2 separate regions of the Zea mays genome follow, and region 2 is linked to region 1. Evidence: chromatin contacts called from public Hi-C data. All regions are on one chromosome and are shown on one strand. The core of a region is the stretch at or near the end of the contact, and the rest is flanking DNA. Distances in the headings are between cores, read along the strand shown.

Evidence for each region. Hi-C and Micro-C count contacts between places; a contact is called where the count stands out from the background.
Region 2: a Hi-C map of ear shows a contact between it and region 1, with 2.6 times the contacts expected there. The contact joins the enhancer-like site here to the promoter of LOC100501847 in region 1. A contact is called at or near these places in 3 of 25 Hi-C or Micro-C datasets (ear and leaf) and 1 of 3 datasets of contacts at active chromatin or transcription factors (leaf).

Annotation. Positions count from the first base shown.
Region 1 is chr4:224,121,811-224,124,510 of Zm-B73-REFERENCE-NAM-5.0, forward strand. LOC100501847 (putative MATE efflux family protein) reads right to left here and starts at 1,378. Exons shown (of 5, transcript NM_001196495.1): 1 at 986-1,378; 2 at 216-757; 3 at 7-93. The coding sequence starts at 1,306.
Region 2 is chr4:224,398,410-224,401,109 of Zm-B73-REFERENCE-NAM-5.0, forward strand. No RefSeq gene overlaps it. Among protein-coding and RNA genes, the nearest start is that of LOC103654656, 50 kb to the right of the region's middle. Within about 2 kb of position 1,367, at least 5 of the 20 cell types and tissues checked have an H3K27ac peak or open chromatin away from gene starts, as enhancers often do. A contact at or near this core is called in ear, where this site is marked.

The sequences.
Region 1 (2,700 bases), core at 128-2,627:
ACTCACCAAATGGAGACTGCAGCAACGGCGACCTGAGCGTTCTCCAGGTTGCCGACGATGACGATCAGGAACATGTAGAACCAGAACTCCAGGCTACATACGTGAGAAGGAACGTGTAAGCCAGCAGTCAAAAGCTCAAACAAGGTCATCCTTTTAAATAGAACAACAGAAAGGAAAGCAGGACAAATCCAGTAGTATGAGACGCACGCACGCACCAGAGCATGACGGCGGAGCCAAGCGACAGGCGCGCGAAGCCGGAGAGGTCGGAGAAGGCGAGCCAGTCGAATCCGTTCCAGGCGCCGGGGCAGTAGCCCATGAGAATGTAGGCGAGCTGGCCCAGCACGACGAGCCACCAGGACGCGTTGAGCGCAACGGCCAGGCCGACGATCCCCATCCCCATGGGCCCGACGAGGAGCCAGCTGATGGCGACGTGGAGCAGCAGCGCCGCCACCGACACGACCGCCATGGCCATCACCTTGCTCTGCGCCTGCAGGAACTTCTGGATGGGGAAGTTGAAGGCGTAGGCGAAGAGCTGCGGGATCATGTAGAGCGCTAGGCGGCCGGTGAGCGCGGCAATCTCGGCGTCCTGGTGGAAGAAGCGCAGGATAGGGGTGGCGAAGAGGTAGAGCGGGAGCATCAGCACGGCCATGGCGTTGAGGATGATAAGCGACCGCTGCATGTACACGCCCAGCATGTGCAGCTGCTTCGCGCCGTACGCCTGTCCGCACAGCGTCTCCAGCGCGCTGCCCATCCCCAGCTGCCAACAGCACGCAGTAATATTTTAGTCGTTGCAGTCAGTGAGTCATTTGGTGGATGTGTGGCTGGCGTACGTGTGGCATGCCCTAGGTGAGTCAACTACTGCTACTGGAGTATTTTTGACGGCTTGTGTCTGGCACACCGACGTTCGTGCCAGGCGCATATTGGATCGATGTACTCCACACCACTCTGGCATCGAGAATGTGCGATAGGTATAGTGTACACAGACCATGATGCCGAAGGCGAGGCCGGCGATGACGTTGTTCTCGGTGGAGATGGCGTCGAGCTCGAGCGTGGTGAGATGGCCGGCGAAGACCTGGGTGATGCCGCCGAGCGAGTACTGCGTGATGGACGTGATGATGGCGGGGCCCGCAAGGTACCAGAGCTTCCGGTTCTCCTCCGCCGCGTGCCGCAGGAACGACCCCACGCTCCGGATCTCCTCCAGGTCCTTCTCGCCGTCGCCGTCGCTGCCGCTACCGTTGCGGGCAGCCAACAGCGCCTCCTTCAGAGGCTCGTCTGCTCGTTCGCTGTGGCCGCTCGTCCCCGCCATCCCGCTAACTCTGGTGTGAAACCAATCGGTCAGTTTCTGGAGCTCTGTTTTGCTAGCTGTGCTCTCTACTAGAAGCCTCGAGCAGTGATGCAAGAAAGGAGAAGAGGTGGCATATATAGGCAAGCTAGGACGCTGGTGGGTCGTCTATCGAGTTGGACACTTTGGACCCGGACTGTATAGCAGGTGGCAGCTATTCATTATGCCGTCTATATATTCACCATCACACCATGTCATTTGAACTCTTGTTTTTTATTATCAATGTTGTTATTGATCATCGTTTTTTTATCCATCTCAACTTTAGAATGCGTTTGGTTGGATGTATAACGAGGATAGAAGGGACGGTCACATTTTCTATTGTTTTTGGATAAAAGTTACGCGCGGACGAGATGAACACCGGAGCAATTTTTGGTGACGACGGAGTCCCAAAAAATCAAGAGGATGGTGTCACGCTCGGCTCATCCTATTTTGACATCAAACTAAACATACGATGTTACATCATTTTTTATAGACTTTTAGTTATAACAAAATATGTTGTTTTATTAAAATGAACATATAATTAAGCAAACAAAAATTCCATTACTCATAAAAAACAATTTAAAACTGTCTTAAACATAAAAATAAAAATTACATAATTCACAAACATAACTAATAGACTACATCTACTCTCTCACATGTTCCATCGCTTCCTCGTTCTTTAATTTAAGTTGCTTTGTGAATTTTTAAAACCAATTTATGGGTATTTTTGTGCCTTCATCTATATGTGGTGGAATGATCCAATAATATGTTAAATTGTTAAAATAATTAAGTTTGAGCCATCCTCTCACTAATGGCGTAGAGCTTCTTTCACGTTCCTTTCTGGCTAGATGGAAATTTGCTGCTACTTGTTTTGGGTCTCTTCCTCTATTGAACTCTTGCCTTATCGCAAGTGTTAGGACATAGTGCGTCCACACTTTCGTATGACACTGAGCTAGGATTGTTATCGAAGTTAAGACGGTTTTTTTTTCTCTCATCACTCGAGTTATCACTCGAGTTATCGTCATCATACTTCGTGCACCACTTGGGATAATATTAAAATGTTCACCACATGTGCTCCAACTTAAACTTGGATTTTCTAAGCTTATTGTGCAAACTGTTCTTGGCCGCTTCAAGTAGCATTGTATCATCTCATCCACTTAGCTAGACCGCGTACAAGCAGTTGTAGATACCATTAAAAAGGGTGATCTTTCAGTTGCTCGTCACTTTAGCTAATTAAGGGTACGGTGACGAGGGCCTAGAAAGCATCTAGGCCCCAGGTTGGTTTTAGTGATTAATGACAACGTAAGATTATATGTGACTAACGTATGTTTTGCAGAGCAAATAGTAAGTTAGGTCGCATTACAGGAGGTTGCGCTGCA
Region 2 (2,700 bases), core at 117-2,616, 280 kb after region 1:
GTTAGTCAGCCTTGTGTTAATGTCTAGCACAACGTTGTTGTGATCTTTGGGATTGACCATTGCGATCGATCTGATAGGTCTGATTTAACAGATATGATCTAATGGATCGGATTTGATAGATCCGATTTTTCGTCCCCGGTGGAGTCGCTAAAAAGTGTGTTGACGCCTTTTGGGTCACCAAACACTATAATGAACCGCCTGGCGGTACTTGACACCTTTAGATGATGTATAGTCAAATAAAGTGGTTATCCTGAATGTGGGGCAACACCTCTATGATGGTCACCACCTATTTGGGACCAAACAGCAACGAACCCTAGGGCCTTCTCGTGATGAGCAATACCTTAGGTTCTGCTCCGTGAGGTGAACAGTGGCGGTCGTCTGCGATGGGTCGCTGCCTCGCTGGGTCGACTGGTAGTGCTCGCTGCGGGGACGGTCGCAACCTGGCAGCAGAAGCGACGCCTTCCTTGCGCTCAGTCCGGATGGTCCGAGCTCTGTGCCGGACGGTCCGCGATGGCGCAGGGCCGTCTTCTTTTCCTCGTAGGACCTAGATCTCGTCCCCAGCTGGGGAGAGAGACTTTAGGGTGCTCTAGATCAGCAGGTCACCCGGGGCGTCTCCAGACGACGTAGAGTCGCCTATGAATTAAGAGGTAGTCTAGATATAGTATTTTGAATGAACAACTAGATCTTGCCCCCGAGAGGGGAAAGATTCTAGGGTCATCTTGGGGTCGGCAGGCCAACCAAGACGGATCTAGACGGCGTAGAGTCGAATAGAGGTGGAGGTGGATATGCGGAAAGCTACAACTAGAACTACGCTACATCTACTCCTGTTGCAGGAAAAGTAAATAAAGTAATTGGTTCGATTGGAATGTGTTCGGGGGTTTTCAATCGGCCGTACCCCTTTATATTTATAGGGGAGGAGGTCTGGACTTATTCCTAGGAGATAGCCAACAACTCTCACGTAATTAGATGGATAACCACGCACGAGATAAGAATAATCACCCGAGTTAATCTAATCGTGGGGCACACGGACTGTCCGGACCCAAGGCCCGGACCGTCCGCCACTTTTGGTGCTCAACAATCCTCTAAGGGCTAATTGGAAGTTACAAAACCGAAGGGGATGAGAGAGAGGCTAGAATTCACTTTTTATTAATTTTTGAATAAGAAGTGATTTTAGCTCCTTCAATTCTATTCGATTATGTGGTTATCAAACTAGCTCTTTGGAAACTTAAATTTCCTCTAGAATTTTCGGGGATTGAGAGAAAAATTAAGCCCATGTGATGAGATATGACCGTTCGAGTAGTCGGACAGTCCTATCTATCCCCGATTGGCTTATCGATTTCCTCGCGCGCCGTTCAGCCGGTTCGGGCTGCTGCTGCTGTCCTGCATGTGCTTGGACCTCACATACGAGCAGTTCCTGTGCATCCGCTAAAGGTGAACATCCAATCTCTCGATTTAGAAACCACTTTCCCTTTGTCGCTTGTCAATGGCGTGATCTCGATCAGTATCTCAGTATTGGTGACCGGCTACTCCTACTATAACAATATCAGTGTCACTAATGTATCAGATAAACGCACGTCGTCGCCATCCATTGCGTGGATGCTGCTAGAGCTAGACTCTTAGGTGTTGATACAGACTTGTCACACTTGTTTAGGAGCCTGTTTAGGAGCTAGAGGAATAGTGAGGATTTGAGGGGATAAATTTCCTTTCTATTCAATTTTGAACAGTAAGAAGATTTTAGTCCTCCAATCTCCTTCATTCCCTTTCTCTCAAACACTACCTTTATACTATAGAGAAACAAGTAAAACTGTGTGATATAAGTTATACACTAAAAAAATAGTGTGTAAATTTATATAATCAATTTCTATATCTCACCATATAAATTTGAGAGAGGCTTATATATAATAAACTTTGAAAAGTTGTAGAATGTCACATTGTAAAAAATAGCCTACTCCATTACTTAGATTACACTAGTACAGAAGAGCTTAAAGCCTGCGGTGGGGTCTAATTTTTACAGGCGATTTCAGTTATCGAACGCTAGTTCTATTTCTAGTGGTGGTTCCTTAAAAAAACCTTCTAATAACGGTTTTTTAAGGAACCGCCACTATAAAACGATTTCTAATGGCGGTTTTCTTAAGAAACCGCCACTATAAATCATTTTTATTCTGAATTTTTCTGAGTTTTTAAAATGATCTCGTATGAAAAAACTACCAACATAAAAGTTGTAGATCTCTAAAAGTATAAAATTTTGTAGTTGATAACTTTTTTATTTGAAATTATTTGTGCTCTCAAAAACTGCATGTAAATTTATCAAATTTAAAATGTAAATTTTGCAAACGACCTCGAATGGGAAAAATGTCAAAACAATTGTTGTAGAACTTCAAAAGTTATGAAACTTTATGGTTGATAACTTTTTCCTTTGAATTTGTTTACAGCCTCAAACAATAAATTTACACTTAGTTGGTCATAATTTATGGTTAACAAAACTGCAATATAGATATGAAGTAAGTGATATAAGGAGGGGTAGTGCGGGTTACATAAAAATGTCGTGACTTGCGGCAGATAGGCGGAGGCTGGACCTCCCGCGCTGGAGCCTCCCTCCTAATAAAAATACTTTTGCTATTTTTAAACCTTTTTTATGTTTTTTGGAAAATATTTTCAACGACGGTTTTATTAACCTGTAATAAAAAATTGTGCTATTTT